Linked DNA regions of Zea mays: region 1 is linked to region 2. Evidence: chromatin contacts called from public Hi-C data. All regions are on one chromosome and are shown on one strand. The core of a region is the stretch at or near the end of the contact, and the rest is flanking DNA. Distances in the headings are between cores, read along the strand shown. Region 1 holds the start of LOC100283696 (nuf2 family protein). Region 2 holds the start of LOC100275628 (Arginine decarboxylase).

Region 1 (2,700 bases), core at 32-2,531, 160 kb after region 2:
AAACGCCGATAAAAAAGATAAAAATATTTATGAACTCATACCCTACAAACAAAGGGGGCTTCCCTTTTTTCACCTTCCTTCTTTCACTCATATTCACCTGCATGGATACGGTTCTGTCTCCGTTTAGATATAAACTCGAGATTAGGGCTGGGCAAAATACTCGTAGCTCGTGAGCTCGCTCGACTCGTGGCCAGCTCGGCTCGGCTCGACTCGGCTCGTTTCAATTTTATCACGAGCTGAGCTAACATCTCAGCTCGGTTCGTTAACGAGCCAGCTCGACACGAGCTCGAGCCAGCTCGTTAGCTCGAATGAGCTAACATTTATCTATAAAACAAAGCATATACTTGCATTGGATGAATTAATAAGTGATGAACTATGTTAGTTTAGGGTTTAAATGATGTGATATATAAAATTATGAGTATTGTTAGTCCTTTCTAGTGTTAAATTAGTATGAAATTAACTAGCAATCGATTATATTGTTGTATATATACATGTATAATATTTTTTGTTCTGGCTCGCGAGCTAAACGAGCCAGCTCGAGCTCGCAAACGAGCCGAGCCGAGCTGGTTCTCTGGCTCGGTTGCTTAACGAGCCGAGCCGAGCCAGCTCGTTTCCTTAACGAGCCAGCTCGAGCTCGGCCGAGCCGAGCCGAGCTGGCTCGATATCCACCCCTACTCGAGATGGAGTTCCCACTATTTTTTTTTCTTGCATCGGGAAATTGGTTCTGTTACACCACATTGGTTGATCTCGTAGCTAGTACAAGAACACCATGTGGTACCATAACAATCAGTTCTTTGAATGGAATCGTGGTCACCGAATTAGATAAAAAACTTGTCATTTTATTGTTTTAAAATTTTATGAACTTTGTTTAGTTTATGCAGTATTATTTTTTGAACTAGCTATATATATTTAACGTTTTTCTTATTTTGTGTACGCTAGTTGAATTAAAAATCGTGTTTCGTTGTGCATCGAGTTTCTAAAAAATGATGTGGCGGTAGGCTGCGGGCTGTGCAATCGAAAGTTCTGATAGATAAAAATGACACATACCGAACGATAAACCCTAATGCAACATCTTATCTTATGTCTTCGTTTGACCGGCTCGCCTTATTCATGGGCTCCGCAAGATTTCAGTGGTGAGCTGGTTTCCTAGCAGTGGCCAGACACTATGCCTGGGCCGTCTTGCGAAACGAAACCAACACTTGGTTCTGGGCCCAAAGCCTAAGGCCCTAATCCAGTTCTTGTTCCTTCCAATTTTTCCAGCGCCGGGCGGGCGGGAAGACGAAAACCCAACGTCGCCGCCTGCGAAAGGGGAAAACCCATCCGATTTCGATTCGATTTGCCGGCGGTGCCCGCGGCGGAGAGGATGGCGAGCTCCTTCTCCTTCCCGCTGATGAATCCGGCGGACATTGCGGAGGCGCTGCACAGCTACTGCATCGCGCCCAGCCCCGGCCTCCGCGCCGAGCACATCGTCACCCCGCAGCCCGGCCTCGTCGCCGAGGTCCTCGCCCTCTTCCTCGCCAACTTCGTCGGGTACGCCTTCGCCCCCGCTCCCCATAGCTGTCCTCGTATCACTCTCACCTGGGTTTGCTTTGGGGGGGCGGGCATTTTGCTTGCTGCAGCGACGACGAGCCCGACGAGCAGCTAGAGTTTCAGGCGCTGCAGGCGATCGACAACCCGGAGCACCACATGCGCGCCATAGCGCTCTCGCGCCTCTACCGGAGGGCCAACGCCTTCCTCCACTCCATCCTCTTCCGGGACCTCACGCTCCGCGACCTTCTCCGCGCCGACGGCCGCCGTGTCGTCTACATCCTCAGCGCCATAATCAACTTCCTCCACTACAGGCAAGATAAGCTCAGCTTTCTTGAGCCCATCGTCCAAGAGTACAGCCCCCTTCAGGAACGGCACACGGAGCTCAGGGCTAAGATCGCCGAGGTCTCGTGCCCATACTTGTTCTTCACAATTTTCTGCATTCTGTCCGGGGAAAGGCTTAAATTCTCTATCTCTCACTCACTCACTCGCTCATTCTGTGTTTTTGTTTTTTCCTTGCGGGTTTCACCCCCGTTTTCCACCTTCTGCAGCTTCGGAACGCAAAAGAAGACCATCTACTTAAGGAGCAGATGGAGGCGCCCGTGGTCCAGCAACTCGAGAAGGAGGTCAATGCCCTCAAACAGAGGCTTCGTGAATACAACAAAGAGCAGCTGTCGCTGCGCGTTGCAACAAAAGCCATAGACGAAAAGAAACAGGAGTTACTCGGCAAGGTGCGGATCCTGTCTTGCGTTGCCTTTTTTCCCTTTCGTTTGATTAGAACGGTGCTTGTGCTTTTTCCTCGATATGTTTTTATTCTTATGTTCTGTGTGATCGATGCAAAACAGGGATTCACAAACATATGCTTTGTATGTAGGCTTGTGTTTACATGTCAACTTTGAACCTCCTGCATATTTTGGCAGTTGTCAACAATCCTGGCACTACTGCCTTGCTGTCTGAGCATCTCCACCAGCTCTCTTATATTGCATCTCCTATAAGTTGTTTTAGCAGATTACCTGTCTCCTATATTTATGTAGGGATAGGGGAGAAGGGGTTGTCTTCTTAGGACATCTGCTGGAGCACCTCTATATACTAAAATGATACTTTTTAGCTATACGGGATATGATAGGATATCTTGTGGAGATGCAAAGCTACAATACCGAGTAGTTTCTTATT
Region 2 (2,700 bases), core at 174-2,673:
CCAGAATTATATTCTGGTATTATGTATTTAGGCACCACACCAGACAAGACCAGCGCAGAGATCACTGAAAGGTGGCAGTTCCGTGGCACAATGAGGTAGTCGCCAGGAGAACAGGTAGCCATCACTGAGGCCTGGATTCCACAGGTCGTTCCGTTGACAAGGAACCAAGTTTTAGATGACCCAAACAGTTGAGCTGCTCGCCTCTGGGCATCTAGAATCACACCTTTTGGGGAGAAGAGATCATCGAGCTCGGGTAGCTCGGGCAAGTCATGCAGAAATGCCCCTGAGCCAATGAGTTTCGACAAGGAAGATGGAGCAGCTTTTCCTCTGTTGTGTCCTGGGAAGTGAAAGCAGGAAACATCTTGTCTGGCAGTTAATTGCAGTGCACAGACCAGAGGGGCAGTACAATCTTGAACAAGCCCCGAGGATCCAGATGATGAAGGTCCAGTTCCAGATATTGCTGGTGTGCTCGATGCAGTGCCACACTGAACAACAGCACTTCGTCTGGAAGACTCCTAGGAGGCAGGAAATTTTATAGTCACATAGAACACAATAAATAGTTCAAATGAACATAAAAATAAGTTTATGTTCATTTTCCAGAGTTAATGATACTAAGAAGATATTCATATTCTAGTCATGGGATATTCTTGCAGAGAAACTTTTTTTAAAACGCGAATGGCAGGAGCTCTGCTTATATTTACAAGTGAACGAGACGTAATCATTCTTGCAGACAAACTAAAGAGCATATGTTAAATAAAATTTGTGTTCAAAGGGGGAATAAGATACTAATGAAATAAATCTACTGTAAAGTGTCACCATTCACGCACTAAAACTGAACACAGACACAGCATACACTCAATGAGATTGGAACGGCAGTCATAGCTTCAGGAGAGAATGTGAAGGTACCCGTATAGTTTGGGGCCACACTTAAAAGTTAAATGGCCAAATTCGTTATTAGCTCTCCGATTGACACAATCAAAAATCCATAATAGGAACAGTAAACCCACGAACTCGAGGTGCTTTGGTGGTTCACAATCTAAGGACAGCTTCAGAGCAATTCCACAAACAAGTTGTGGGAGTTCCGTCGGCAATCCTTCAACTTCAAGGACGCTCCCCGAAACCACCGATTCTAGAGTTGGACACGCGGAACGGAAACACCACCGCGCATCACCACGAAACCCCACTGAAAATCTAGAGTACTGGGAACGAACAAGAACTGGCGGGTTCCAGAATAAACTACTAAAATCATTCATGAGGACGAAGGCAATGGCAGCCAGGTGCAGAGCCGGTTCTGAGCAGGAGGACATTTACCCAGTCCGGCGGGGGCAACACGCGAAGGTGACGGGAGGGCAGCTGCCGGCAACGCAGCGAGCCATGACTGGTCACTGGTGACTGCTGCGCCCTGCTTCCCTCAGACGGCGAGCTGGACGGAGGGGAAGGGGACCCGATTGTGGTGCTGGGCAGCTGGGGATAACGTTCCCTGATCGATGCAAACTTGGCCCGGCCCAACTTTATGGAATTCTAGAGCCCATGTTTCCGTTGGAAGTGGAGAATTCAGTGAACGGAACGGCCGTTTGGATTCTTTTATTTTAAATGAATTAGAATATATATGTATGATGGATTAAGCTATTTGGTTTAAAAATCAATATTTTATATTTTTAAACAAAATAAATATAATTTGTCTTAAATTAATAGAAACTGAAAAATAAAAAATAATTCTATAGATCCTCATATTATATGTTTAATCTATAATCTACAGCACGTTTTTAGCTCAGTTCCGTACATTAACTCCATGGATTAGTTGCTACTACACGTTGTCTGACGGTCTTTGTTATTTCATCTCGACTAGTTTGCCAAGAACAGATTACTGGCTGGCAGCTTAATTTGGTATGTTTAGCCTCATTGATACTGCTCTGACTCATTTAAAAATGGCTTTAGTTCTGACTCCTCTATAGGAGCAGCTTCTCCACAAGAGTCACTGTTTTTTTGTTTGCAAATCGTTTGGCAATGCGGTTCCTCTATTTTTTTATTTGGCGTATGACTCAAATGCGTGCACTAACCTTGTTCAAACAATTGCACAAACCATCCTTGTAAAGAGGATGGGTATGTCCTACTTAATGATGATCATTGGTACATTGTGTTAGGATTTATGAGCTAGACCCAATTGAGAAATTCAAATAAATCTCAGGAAAATCTCAAAAGCCCATTTAAGTGTATGGCTAGGGAATGGTGGAACCAATAGCACCATATTGCTAGCTCTAGTGGAGTAGAGCTAGTTTAAATATGGAAGCCACACTCACTCACCAAGTCATGGATGAGAGGAGAGAGTGTGGAGAGCTACACGCGCGTGCTCGCCTAGGCGGGGCGAAGGGCGCGGGCGCACGACATGCGCGTGAATGGTTTGCCAAAATCCGGCCCCTCGCTTTGTGGGGGCGCGACCTCCTTTTGCCGTTTGAATTTTTGGTTGCTTGGCTGTTAAGTTTAGAATCCTAACTGAACGCGAGATTTTCGCGGGCGGATAAGATTGAAGAGAGCTATCTGGTCGCGGACTCGGCCCTATAAAAGGCGCCTGGCAGCCAGCATCCAATTCATCCCAGTTTTCGCTTTCGCCTCTCTTCACAGCTGAGCCGCCTTCCAGTTCTCTTCATCCCGACCGCAGACGTGCATCTGCGATCAGGAGAGTAGGTCTCCAGAACCCTT

What was found. A called contact is a pair of places that touch in the nucleus more often than the background predicts.
Region 1: a Hi-C map of leaf shows a contact between it and region 2, with 6 times the contacts expected there. The contact joins the promoter of LOC100283696 here to the promoter of LOC100275628 in region 2. A contact is called at or near these places in 3 of 25 Hi-C or Micro-C datasets (ear, leaf and tassel).

What each region holds. Positions count from the first base shown.
Region 1 is chr1:305,079,970-305,082,669 of Zm-B73-REFERENCE-NAM-5.0, forward strand. LOC100283696 (nuf2 family protein) reads left to right here and starts at 1,282. Exons shown (of 10, transcript NM_001156597.3): 1 at 1,282-1,530; 2 at 1,620-1,932; 3 at 2,079-2,258. The coding sequence starts at 1,364.
Region 2 is chr1:304,922,766-304,925,465 of Zm-B73-REFERENCE-NAM-5.0, forward strand. LOC100275628 (Arginine decarboxylase) reads right to left here and starts at 1,424. Exons shown (of 3, transcript NR_158547.1): 1 at 1,312-1,424; 2 at 1-504.